2 separate regions of the Macaca mulatta genome follow, and region 1 is linked to region 2. A link is a contact called in public Hi-C data. All regions are on one chromosome and are shown on one strand. The core of a region is the stretch at or near the end of the contact, and the rest is flanking DNA. Distances in the headings are between cores, read along the strand shown.

Region 1 (6,785 bases), core at 307-2,806, 180 kb after region 2:
TGCCACTAGTCAACATGGCACTTTATGTGGCACTTTAGAGAAAGGTCTCCCTTTCTCTAGGCAGGCACAGTTACACACAGCTTAGTGAGAACGGGAGCTGGATCCCAGCTACCACTGGGCCCCCTCACCCAGCTGCTTTTGTTCATGAACATTTCATATTAACAGACCTAAATCAAATGCAGCTCCCTGCGTACTCCTTCTGAACCTTAGTCTCCAAGGAAATGAGACAAAGACAGGCAGGGTAATGTAACAGAGCCAAAATGCCTGGCTTCAAATTTTGGCATTTCTACTTATTTTCTACTGATCAGTATAAACAGTATAAGCAGTATAAACCTTAAGCGAATTATTAATCTCTCTGTGCCTTAATTCAGTCACCTGTAAATGGGGAAAATAATGCCTGTATTCTCTATTTCCTGCAGCTTCTGACAAGCAAGTGCTATTATGCTTCATAAAACTGCCCTTTTGAGTATGCTTTCTAGAAAATGAATCTTTCAAGAAACCCAGAACTCAAAGATAATTGCTCTGTCCTGTGAGTTACCATGACCCTCAGAAAAGTCTGTAACTGTGATTGGTTGTCTAACATAATTAGGTCCGTTGGTAATGACAGTTAAACTGCTACGGATTTTTTTTTCCTCCAATAGATGTAATTACTTGCAAATGTTACTCAGCTGGAGGAGCCTCAAGAAAGTCTCTTTTTCCATATGCATGAAAGCAATGACTACTAAAAACCTAAAACTCTCTAAGAAATGCTGTTACACTTAAGTTAACCACACGGGATTACTGGTTACAACCACATAATACTGAACATTTATTAGCGCCTCAGGACACCTCTGGCACTCTGCAAATCTGTAATGACGATCGCTTCTCTGAGATAAAACACAGAGGACATTCCCCAGGCTCCGGCTGGAACTAATCTCCTGTCAAGAGGCTAGAAAAGTACAAGAATCCAGGAACGGCCCCACATCAGGCAAGGATTAGAGAAGGGACAGCGGCTCCGTAGCTGGATCTCCGACCCCATCCCAGGTTCAGAGGAGTTTCCAAACAACAGGCGTCTTTTTGAGTATAACAGAATTAACGGCGGCATCCAACATTTTCCTATGCACTGGTTTTAAGCTTATTTCTATAAAATCTCATTTAATTCTCACAAGAACATCACTGGGAACGCACTAACCCTTTACAGGCACGAGGAAACTGAGACAAGGAGAGATTAAGTAACTTGCCCAATATTTTGCCGCGAGGAGCAGGCAGGACTGGCTCGTAAGTGCGTGAGGCTGGCTAGGGCAGCAGAGAGGGCGGGAGACCCTCAACCTCGAAGCACGACGCGAGCCCGCCCCCAACGCAAGAGGTTCCGCCAAGGGGACGCAAACTCCCGCAGTCTCCCAACCCTGCCCTCGAGCGCTGGCCACAGCTTCTCTTCCCCAAGCCAAGGACCGGTTCATCGCTGGCCCCACGCCCAGGCCAAGAGGGCTCGGAGAAGTCTTGGAGACCCGGAGCTGACTCACCTCCCTGGGAGCTATCTCAGGTCCGACCTCGCCTTCCTGGAGCGGAAGTGCCTGCGAGTGCCCACGGTTCGTGGACTCCACTTCCCAGAATTCCTAAGCGGAAGCGTCTCAGAGTTCTCTCACTCCTGGACTACAGTTCCCAGAATGCTCCAAGGGTCGTGCTTCCCACCAGCTGGGTTTTGTTTTGACTCAAGCCGGTTGGGTTTGAGACACTTCTCTGGCGCTACTACTGTCAGATTCCTTTTAGTTTTATTCATTTTAAAAATTCATGAGAAAATAATTGTAAAATTTTTAAAGTGATGGCATATAAAAGTGAAAAGTTCAGCTTGTATTATGAAAATAAGCTAGAAACCAAAATTTTTAGCAGAAACAAAGGGTAGGCTAAAAATGGGAAGCGTAAAAGTGACTTAGGCTGAGCTCCGATGGACGCCGAACGTTAAGGAATACCAGATCTCAAACTTGTGTCAAATGCCGGCTCCCCGAATATCATCAGCTCAACCTGTTGATAAGACAAACAACGGAATTTGTTGCTGATTGCAGCAATGGAGGACAACACTTCGACGGAGCGTTGGCACCTTCACAGAGCAAAGTGTCAAGGCAAGGTTGGAACTGATTGAGAACTGGATGTTTAAGGCGGGTCTTTCATTGCAAGGGATTTTATTAGTATTGCATAATGATCATGATACTACAGTCCGGGATTGGTGGATATAGCAAGGATTTTTGAAACAAAAAATCTTAAGGTGCAATCTATTGGTACTTTCTTTGGAAGAGATTGAAAATTTGATGGGTCTCTGCGGAAGCATAATGAACAATTAAACAGTTTGCTTGGGCAGGAATCTCCTCGAATAAAGGCCTGCTGATGAAGACAGCTGAACAATCATGTTAGTGCCGAAAGTAAATTGTGATGAAACGGGAAAAGTTCGCTTGTCCCCCTCCCAGGGCATGTAATGGGGGTGTGGCTCGTTTCTTCGTGCCCAGCTGCTCAAACCTCTAGGGGGAGCCTGCACACGGCAGGTTGCAGAGCTCCAACCCAACGACAGTGTCTAGGGGTGAATGTTTACAGCTCCTGAAGCCCCAGTGGGCGTATTTCACAGGGTACTTTTTTAGTTTAGCCATCCATAGGAGGCTTGTGTTAGCTCAATTAGACCCCTGCCTTATCGCAAGCACAAGAGGCGTCTTGTATCCCAGAGTTTCTTGCCTTGGTGTACCAGAAGAATCGTATCACACATGGGCTTGGAGAAAGACTGCAAGGTTTTACTTGCACATAAGTTTACTTATGAATGATCTATGGGGAAAGCTCTTCCCAAATACCTGAGGCTTTTCACCTTTCATGGGGATCGGGCTAATGCATAGCTGTTCATTTGGAAGAGGGTATTACAATTCATGAACTCCAGGGCTTAATCTCCACATTTGCCTAAGTTTGGAAGATCCTGAGATTTTTATTTTCCTTTACATACCCAATCTGCTTTAAAAATTTCCTGATTACCTAAAAGTATCTTATGACTGGTTTGTCAAATCAATATCCAGTCTATTCATTTTATTTATCTACTTAGGTGTATTTATTATTGAACACTACTGCATCATCCCCTTTTTCAGACCCTGGCCTGTTGAAGGAATTAGGTCAGTTGTTATGATGTTACACATTCTGGATTTCTCCAACTTTTTTGGCCTCTGTCCCTAGTTCCTGGGAGATGGCATTTAAACTCTTAAAATATCCTGAATTATAGAAGCTGTTTGTTATTCACGGTGGGCCACTCACACTCTATCTGACAGATTGTCTCTGACAGAAACACATCATGGGCCTCTAGATAAGTTATGCTAGTGAGATTACTTCAGATAGGTGCTGGTTACACCAGACAGATCGATCATGTGATTTGAAGTTTAGGACTCTGAGCCAAATAACATCAGCCTGTGTAGAGGATGGGGGCTAGAGATTGAGTTACACGTCAGTTCTTCAATCAATCACACCTATGTAATAAAGCCCTAATAAAATCTATGAATACAAGCTTGGATAGACTTCTTTGGTTGGCAAGTATTCTCATACAGCTGTGTGCTGGGAGGGTAATGTGTCCTGATTTCAAGAGAAAGAACCATGGAATTTTCTATCTGGAACCCTCCCAGACCTTGCCCTATGCATTTTCTACCTTTGGTTGGTTTTGATTTGTATCCTTTTGTTATAATAAAGCTGTAATTAATAAATATAATTTTCCTGGGTTCTGTGAGTTGTTTCAGTAAATTATTAAACCTGAGAGGCTAGTGATCAGAAGTGGTCAGCTGGTCAGAAGTGAGGGTGGCATGGAAACCCTTGAACTTGCAGTTTGGAATGAAAAAAGTCTTATGAGGACTGTGCACTTAATCTGTGAAGTTTGACCTAACACTGGGTAATTAGTTCCAGAAGTAATTACACCACTTAATAATATGGGCTAATACCTTTATGAACCTCAGGGCAGAAAGTATTTTGTTTAGAGACAGGGTCTCATTCTGTTGCCTACATTGGAGTGCACTGGTGAAATCATCATAGCTCACTGTAACTTTAAACTCCTGGGCTCAAGTAATCCTCCTGCTTCAGCCTCTTGAGTAGCTAGGACTAGAGGCATGTACCACCATGCCTGGATAATTTTTTAACGTAATTTTTTTGTAGAAATGGAGTCTTCCTATGTGGCAGAGGCTGGTCTCTAACTCTTAGCCTCAAGCAATCCTAATCCTCCCACCTCAGCCTTCCAAAGTGCAGAGGATTACAGGCATGACCACCTTACTTGACCAAAGTTTTCTTAATATGTGCATACCTGGGAGATATTGCAGGTTTGGGTCCAGACCACCGCAATAAAATGAATATCTCAATAAAGTGAGTCACATGATTTTTTTGGTTTCTTAGTGCACATAAAAGTTATGTTTATACTATACTGTAAACATACCATTTACCTGTGTAATAGCATTATGTCTAAAAAAAAGGCAATGTACGGCCAGGCACGGTGGCTCACGCCTGTAATCCCAGCACTTTGGGAGGCTGAGACGGGCGGATCATGAGGTTAGGAGATCGAGACCATCCTGGCTAACATGGTGAAAGCCTGTCTCTACTAAAAGTACAAAAAAATTACCCAGGCATGGTGGCGGGCACCTGTAGCCCCAGCTACTTGGGAGGCTGAGGCAGGAGAATGGCGTGAACTCAGGAGGCAGAGCTTGCAGTGAGCCGAGATCGTGCCACTGCACTCCAGCCTGGGCGACAGAGTGAGACTCTGTCTCAAAAAAAAAAAAAAAAGAAAAAAGAAAAAAGAAAAAAGAAACAAAAGCAATGTACATACCTTAATTTAAAAATACTTTGTTGATAAAAAAATGCTAACAATCATTTGAGCCTTCTGTGAGTTGTGTAATCTTTTTTCTGGGAGAGGGTCTTGTCTTGATGTGTATGGCTGCTGATCAGGGTGGTAGTTGCTGAAGGCTGGGGTGGCTGTGGAAATTTCTTAAAATAAGACAACAATGAAGTTTGCCCCAGTGATTGACTCTTCCTTTCATGAAAGATTTCTCTGTAGCATGTGATGGTGTTTGATCGCATTTTACCCACAGTAGAACATCTCTCAAAATTGGAGTCAGTCTTCTCAAACCCTGCCACTGCTTTATCGACTAGGTTTACATTATATTCTAAATCCTTTGTTGTCATGTCAACAGTGCTCACAGCATCCTCACTAAAAGTAGATTCCATTTCATGAAACCACTTTCTTTGTTCATCCTTAAGAAATAACTCCTTATCAAGTTTTATCATGAAATTGTAGCCATTTTGTCACATCTTCATGCTCCACTTCAAATTATACTTTTCTTGATATTTGTAATACATTTGCACCACCTGAGTGCTACTGTCCATTTCAGAGTCTACTTCCCAGGGAATGCAACCTGTAACAATGCTTCTCTTTGGGCAAAAGGCTCCTTTCTCTAAAGGCTGCTAATCTTTGACACATCACCCAGTCAGTGCATATTTCTCTTGGTACCATGCTTAGCTAAGCAATACTTCTTTCATGGATTCCGGATTGAGAAATTGCATTTTCCACTTCTATCATATAACTGGGTATTTGTTAACTCGATTTCCCCTATCAGTAGTAACGATATTATTAGTATTAATATTTTTAAATTATAAAATGATAATCTACTATTTTCTTTTAAATTATTATAATACTAAAGATACAGTTAACATCTCCTTCGACCACCACAGCTGCCCAGTACTCTTCATTCCCTGTCTTTAAGGTAGAGACCATTATCAGTTTAGTATCTATTCTTATGGACTCTTTTTTATTTTTTTTTATTTATTACTATTCTGGACTCGTTTATATGCATTTAAATGTGTAGAATGTGTACCCTTGTAAGACTTAAAGAACATCATTCACCTTATATGCTACATAATATTTTGCAAATCTGTTTATACAGTTATAGGATGAAAGACATTGAAATTATTTTCACTTTTTCCACTATTACAAAAAAGCTGCAATAAACGTCTCATTCATGCCCGTGTGAGCATTCTCCACGGGAGGCGCAGAAAAAATGCAATTGCTAGGTCATGTGGTAAGCATATTTAAACTTTTAATAGCTACTGCTAATTAATTCCTCAAAGCAACTGCACTAGTTTCCACTCCCACAAACAGTTTATGAGAGTAGCAGATTCACCACATTTTCTTGAAAAAATTTAAGACAACCTGGCAGGGCGCAGTGGCTCACACCTCTAATCCCAGCACTTTGGGAGGCCGAGGTGGGCAGATCATCTGAGGTCAGGAGTTCGAGACCAGCCTGGCCAACATGGTGAAACCCCATCTCTACTAAAAAAAAAATTAGCCAGATATGGTGGTGCATGACTGTAATTCCAGCTACTTGGGAAGCTGAGACATGAGAATCACTTGTACCTGGAAGGTGGAGATTGCAGTGAGCCGATACCATGCCACTGCACTCCTGTCTGGGCAATAGAGTGAAGCTCTATCTCAAAACAAAACAAAACAAAATTTTGACAACCTTAAGGGATAAAAATAGATCTGGTTGTAGTTTTGACTTCCCTAGTTACTAAGATGGTTGGGTATCTTTACATATTTTCACTGTCAATGTGAACTTTTATTTTAGTGACTTACCTGTTCATTATGACATTTTTTTCTATTTTATATATATATATATTTTGCAATATGTGTTGTTGGGGTTTCCTCTCTCTGATTTCTAATCCTTTGGTTTTGTTCACACAGTGAAATATTATTTATCTCACATATCACTGTCCGGGATATTCAGCTGTGTGGGCACTTTTATTGTCTCCAA
Region 2 (6,774 bases), core at 3,641-6,140:
TTGTTTAAGATAACATCAGTGCTTCAACCATAACTCAGCATGCCCCAGTAGTCTCAGGACCACTATAGTGGAGAATCCTTGTAAATGGTGCAATAAAGCTTCATTCAGAAGTTTGATAATTACAGCTATCATTCAGGAGACAGGCCTTAGAAAGAGTAAGAGTTCATGAATTTGCTGAACTCTAATGGTGGACATGCCAAAATTGACGTCCGCTAGAATGTAAGCTACATGTATCTTTCTTTACTGCTAAATCGTCACAGCCTTAACATTGATTAGCACTTGGTATGTGTTCAGTACTTGTTTGTCAAATCATGAAAGGATAAAACATATGTATGGATTTGGATACAATTTTATGTATCCAAAAAGGGAAGCCTGCAAAAAATAATTCTGGGAAACATGAGTTGAAATGCAGAGTAAACTCAGTACTGCAATCCATAGCAATATTTTGAATGTTATTATTTTTTCCTTTTAATTTTTTTCTTGATCAGATTTATAATATTCATTGAATATTATTTTATTGCACTTGGCTCCTGACTTCCCCCCATCCTGTGTTCTTAAGTTGGATTATTATTTGTGCCTCTATCAAATGTTCATTGCTTTATACGGCATAAATTTAACCGTCTTTTGTAGTTTTTCTCACAGTATAGACTGAAAAGGTTTGGTTAATTTTGCAGTGACAGGCCACTGCATATTTTACAATTAAGTGTTCTCAACAGTATTAAGGCAAGATTTACAGTAACACTTTTAAAGTGCCAGATGTACATTGACAGAAATTTTCTTAGTCAATCCTAGATTGATCATGATTTGTGATTTCTATGCAGGCCTTGGTATGATTGCCTTTTAATTGCTGTACAACTTCTTTTTTTTTTCTGGTATAAAATATTCTAAATTTGAAGGACAACTTTTGTCAACTTTCTTATCCAATATTCTTCCACCAACCCTATGAAACAGGAAGAGAAACTTAATGGAGTTTGGTAATTTCATCAAATATATTCATTATTGGGGCAGGAATAACACTTAAATCCTCCTCTTTATTGCTGGCAGTAAAAACATGTCTTTTGGAGAGCAGAACATGTCAGAATGTATAAGGTGCAACTGTTTGATATGAAAACCATAGGTTAGGAAATTATGCCTATGACACTAAAACTCCAAAAAGTAGAAGACCACATTGATGTCACTCCATTTTAAAATGGAAAGAACAAGTGTTCAAGAACAGGAATTTGTGTGAATTGCATTTATTCCTATAATAACATGAAATCAATGAGATGATGACATAGACACAATAACAAAAGGAGAAAATGTGGCTTTTTTTAGCCTTCATAACCTAATCAAATAAATATCTTTGTGTGTTTTATGTTCTTTTAAGTGTTTACATACTGTATAAATGAATATTTTTACTGATCTTTGCTGGCAATGAGGATTTGCAGGCATTTTTCCATTTTGTACTTCCATGCATTTTTAATTTTTTTATGCCATGATCTTTTTAAACAACCAGCTCTTGTGTGAATTAATAGTGTGAACTCACTCATTACCTTGGTGGGGACACCAGTGTTCATGAAGGATCTGCCTCCATGACCAAGCACCTTCCAATAGTCCCCACCTCCAACACTGGAGGTCATATTTCAACATGAGATTTGGAGGGGATACATATTCAAACTATTGTCAGATGCTAACTCATCAGGTATACACCACAGTAATATCTTAAGTGTGTTAAGTTAAAGTGATATCTTTTCTAAGGTATAGGACAAGTAGGGCATATCACCCCCGCTACAAGCAAAGAAAAGTGTCACAATGCTTAGTGTACCACTTTTGATATTGGATGCAACTTATTGTTTTGATTGTGCTCTCTGACTTTTATGAGTGACCTAAAAACTTTTTGACTTGTCCCAGACAAGTTTGTATAATATGTCCCAGCTGCCACGTAAGCTTCTCTGCCACTAAAACCCTATGATCCCGGAGGTCCAAAAGTGTTTGAAATGTCAGTGGCAGATAGTGACGTTTGAAGCCTATGGCTGGCCCTAATTGGAGAATCAAAATTCAGATGCTTAGGATTTTGAAGCAAATCTCTGCCATCCTCTGCATATATTTACTCTCCTCTTGAGAAGAAGCTTTTCATTTTGCTAGGGTTTTTTGTTGTTGTTGTTGTTGTTTTTTGACAGAGTCTTGCTCTGTGGCCCAAGCTAGAATGCAGTGGCACAATCTTGGCTCACTGCAACCTCCGTCTCCCAGGTTCAAGTGATGCTCCTGCCTCAGCCTCTTGAGTAGCTAGGATTATAGGCGCCCGCCACCGCGCCTGGCTGATTTTTGTATTTTTAGTAGAGATGGGGTTTCACCATCTTGGGCAGGCTGGCCTCAAACTCCTGACCTCATGATCCACCCGCTTGGCCTCCCAAAGTGCTGGGATTACAGGCGTAAACCACCACGCCCGGCCACTAGGGGTCTTAAAAGGGACAGAACACTTGACCACAGACCACAAAATTAACATGTGACTTATGCTTTCCATCATGAACTGGGTGTCGACCCCTGCATCTCTTTAAGTTACATGTGCAGATTAGTATTCCATTTGGAAGTGGTGTATATGAGATTGTTTGTGCAGGCTCTGAAGCCATAGGTAAGTGCACCTAATATTCATCTCCCTACTCTTGCTATATTATCTTCAGAATGAGTGAATATAAAGATAAGTCATCTGAAATTATTGTCTCAGCAGCAGAAAGAAGTGGAATACACAGTTGGGCACGGTGGCTCACGCCTGTAATCCCAGCACTTTGGGAAGCCGAGGTGGTCCAATCACCTGTGGTCGGGAGTTCGAGACCAGCCTGACCAACATGGAGAAACCCCGTCTCTACTAAAAATACAAAATTAGCCGGGCGTGGTGGTGCATGCTTGTAATCCTACGCAGGAGGCTGAGGCAGGAGAATTGCTGGAAAGCGGGAGGCGAAACAACGTCTCAAAAAATAACAAAACCAAACAAAAAACTGAAAGCTGGTAATGAAACAAATACGTGTACATGAACATTTGTAGTAACGCTGTTCACTACAGCCAAAAGGTGAAAAGAAGCCAAATGTGCATCAACGTATGAATGCAGAAACAAATTGTAGTATAAACATAAAATATTATTCATCTATGAAAAGGAATGAAGTACTGATATGTGATGTGATGTGAATAACATTAAAAATATTATGCTAAGCAAAGGGAGTTAGAAACAAAAGCTTCCATTCATTTTTATGATTTGTCCAAAATAGGTAATAGAAAGGAGAGAAAGATTAATGTTTCACCAGGAGTGGGATTATGGACAACAGTAGTGATTTGCTTAGTGCGCATGGGGTTTTCTTTGGGTGATAAAAATGTTTTGGAATTCAAGAGGTGGTGGTTTCACAATGAAGCAGCTACGTTGTCTGAGGTATAAACCCGGGGTTCGTCGTTAAGTGCCAGGAAAATTTAGGACAGGGACACACAAGAGGAGTTTAGGCGCGGAGGTTTAATAGGGAGAAGAGAAAGAGAAATGGGTTACTCTATAGAGGAAGGGGTCTCGGAGCGGAAGAGGGTCGGCTGGCAGCGAATGTGCTGAGTTTTACAGTCCAGTTTGAGGAGGCACTGTCAGATTTACATAGGCGTCACAGATTGGTTCGATCAGTTATGACGTTTACGTAGTGCCTGGGGAAGGCTGGTCGCCCCACCCTAATCTTTTTATGCAAATAGACTTCCCAGTTGATTGGCCCATCTTATCTACTCCTTACTGTGCACGTGGCTGGCAAAGAGAAGGGAAGATGGAGCCGCCATCTTGAACATGATTGGCACAACTGGCGGTATCTATGTCTGCGGCAGCTCCATTTTACAGGCTGCTCTTCCTTAGGAAGGGAAATAATTTGGGGCTGTTTTTCATTAAACAGAAAAGCCTTACCGAGGGCTCCCATACCCTATCTGCCTAAGTGATTGCTTCTTAACTCCTACATCAACAACACTCTATTTGTACTAGATGCCATTGCCATTGAATTACGTGCCTTAAAATAGTTTTGTTTTGTGAATTACACCTCAAAAATGTTTTTTAAATAATAAAACGACTATGTTAAAAACGTTCTGCATAGCGAAAAACAGAAGTCAAAGGAAAAGCTTTTTGGTTGAGCAATATTTGATACAATGTTAGTATGAATCTGTAAATAATACTTAACGGAGGCAAAAAGACTAAACACTCAATAGAAATGTGGGCAAAACATTTGACCAATTCACAAACACTATAATAATGGCAACGGAAAATATGCAAGGATGCTCCACTTTATTTACAAAAGAACAAATACAAATTAAAACTACATTTAGATACCACTTCTTACCATTAGATTAGCAAAACTTAACTCCTCGAAGATTGCGTCTTCTCGCTTGTTCCCTTTCCAATAACACTCCTCTTATCGTTGGAGGCGTTTAGACTTCAGGAATTCCCGTCTATTCAATATTTTCTGTCCTGAACCAGGGAGAGAGAAGGACGATTCTCAGGATAACAGTTCACATTCCCCACCAGGCAGGCGCTCGTGGGTTTGGGATTCGTTCCCAGTGGGCACCCCGGAGTGGCAACGCTTCCCCCTGAAGAATGAGATTTTGAGCGTTTTTCCTTCGGGATTCGGAGGAGTGTAATCCAAATGCTCTATGGAGTCGCACACACTATCTCCAGGAGGAGGACACAGGCAATTCTGGTAACGGCGGTCCAGGTGCTCAGTGGAGTAGCGGTCAGTTCGGCTCCGGCAGGCGAATCGGGATTTCTGGGAAATGTAGTCCAGACGCTCAGGGGAGTCGCAGTCAATTAGGCTCTGGCAGGCGGATCCCAGGGAATTCTGGGAAGTGTAGTGCAGACGCTCGGGGTCGCCGCGGTCAGTTTGGCTCAGGAATTCTGGGAAGTGGAGTCCAGACGCTCTGTGGAGTAGAGGGCACTTCCGCTCCGGGACTGTAAGGTTGCTGCAGTTTTGTCCCTGGTGGTTTGGGTCAGTTCCGCCGGACCCTTCTGAATTTCCTGGACCTACGCATTGGATCCTCAACCAACTGGTGATCGAATTAGGGGAAAAGAAACCCCGTCGGACAGCAGAGGTTTGGCGGGGCGAGGGCGGCTGTTTTCGTTCTAGTCAGTGGAGCCTTCTTGGGCTTGGGGCTGTCCTCGCGTCCCCGGGGTGTTTGGGACTTTGTCGGGTTGCGTCTCGCCAGGTTTTAGGGTTTCCGGGGCTCTGAGCTCGCCCACTCCGCCTCCCTGCACCCCACGCGCGTGGCCACGTCCTCGCGATAAAACGTTAGGATGTTAATCTCCTTGGGTCTACCGTTACTGTTCTTTAAGATGGGGACTTTAGGAACATCCTAATAGAATCGTTTTGGGAACTGGAAGAGGTAACACAAATGACAGCCTTAAAGCAACCCCTGTCACTTGGTGACTGGTGGTCTCTTGTTAATTTCCCACAAAGCCGGTCCCCGGGTGGGGTGAGAGCTCCAGCTGCAGGGGCACCGGCCCTTCTCCCTGATCCCTGCAGGACGCTGGATGATTCTGGACGCCTTCTGACCTTTTTTAGGAAAGCGAGGGTTGCGTCCACTTCCATGAAGGAAGAGGCACATTTAACTTTTATGGCGCACGGCGACCACGGTCAGGGTGTTTCACAGCCTTCTCCTTACCCAGCCCTACCTTTCCAAAAGAGCTGCAGGGAAGGACTTTTTGGCTTCTGACGGCAAAGCTCTACGTGAGTGATCCTTGGCTTTTTTCTTTGACAGAGATGCTCACCCCAACCGAGTGTGTATAGAATGTGTCTTAGGGCATGGGTGTTGCTTTCAGTTGTCAGGTTTTTCTAGTCTTTAATCTCGAAAAATAGCATAGCTTTCATCTTTTTTTCTTGATATTTTATCCTTGTTATTTTTGAAGAGTATAGATGAAGTTATTTGGGTCAAAGATGTTCATTTTGAGTTTTCTGATGTATTTCATGTTTAACTTCAATATATGCATCTTTTTTTGCGGGAATACCACAGATGTGGTAAATCTCTCTCTCTCTTTTTCTCCTTGAGACGGAGTTTCGCTCTTGTCGCCCAGGCTGGAGTGCATGGCACGATCTCAGCTAACTGCAACCTCCACCTCCCGGGTTCAAGCTATTCTCCTGCCTCAGCCTTCGAAGTAGCTGGGATTACAGGTGCCTGCCACCACACCCAGCTAATTTTAGTATTTTTAGTAGAGACGGGATTTCACCATGTTGGCCAGACTGGTCTCAGACTCCTGACCTCAGGTAATTCAACCGCCTCTGCCTCCCAAAGTGCTGGAATTACAGGCATGAGCCACCGTGCCCAGCCTGAAGTGGTAAATTTCTTATTGCAACATAACAGGGGCGTATGTCAGTTTGTCACTTCATTGGTGATCTCAACTTTTTTCACTTGGCCAAAGTCATGTTTGTCAGATTTCTGCATTGTAAAGTTATTATTTTGAATTTTTTTTTAACCCCAGGAACACAGATTCAAGTTGCTCTCAATATACACTCCCTAATTTTTTAGTTAAATAAAAATTTTTAAGGAGAAATACATTTATTAGTGCACATTCTCCTGTAAAGGTGAGCTTCCCCTCCTCCTTCATTTGCTTATTCATTCGTTCAACTATAAATATTCTATTAGTGTGGATGCAGAATCCAGTCTTATTAAGTTAAATGACATGTGGATTAACAATTACCAATACTTTGTCCAATTTTATTGAGGTGTATTCTATATATCGTAGAATCTACCTATTTCATGTGTACACTTTAATGATTTTTTTTTTTTTTTTTGAGA

Evidence for each region. A called contact is a pair of places that touch in the nucleus more often than the background predicts.
Region 1: a contact with region 2 is called in a Hi-C map of fetal cortex germinal zone, with 4 times the contacts expected there. The contact joins the promoter of ZNF235 here to the promoter of ZNF225 in region 2. A contact is called at or near these places in 3 of 14 Hi-C or Micro-C datasets (cortical neurons, fetal cortex germinal zone and liver).

The regions. Positions count from the first base shown.
Region 1 is chr19:56,690,026-56,696,810 of T2T-MMU8v2.0, forward strand. It overlaps ZNF235 (zinc finger protein 235), which reads right to left and starts at 1,557. Exons shown (of 5, transcript XM_077983222.1): 1 at 1,221-1,557. The coding sequence starts at 1,439.
Region 2 is chr19:56,502,120-56,508,893 of T2T-MMU8v2.0, forward strand. ZNF225 (zinc finger protein 225) reads left to right here and starts at 4,891. Exons shown (of 4, transcript XM_077983237.1): 1 at 4,891-5,073. It overlaps LOC106994793 (a long non-coding RNA gene), which reads right to left and starts at 4,744. Exons shown (of 2, transcript XR_003725015.2): 1 at 4,329-4,744. It overlaps ZNF224 (zinc finger protein 224), which reads left to right. Exons shown (of 7, transcript XM_077983234.1): 7 at 903-1,354. The coding sequence ends at 946.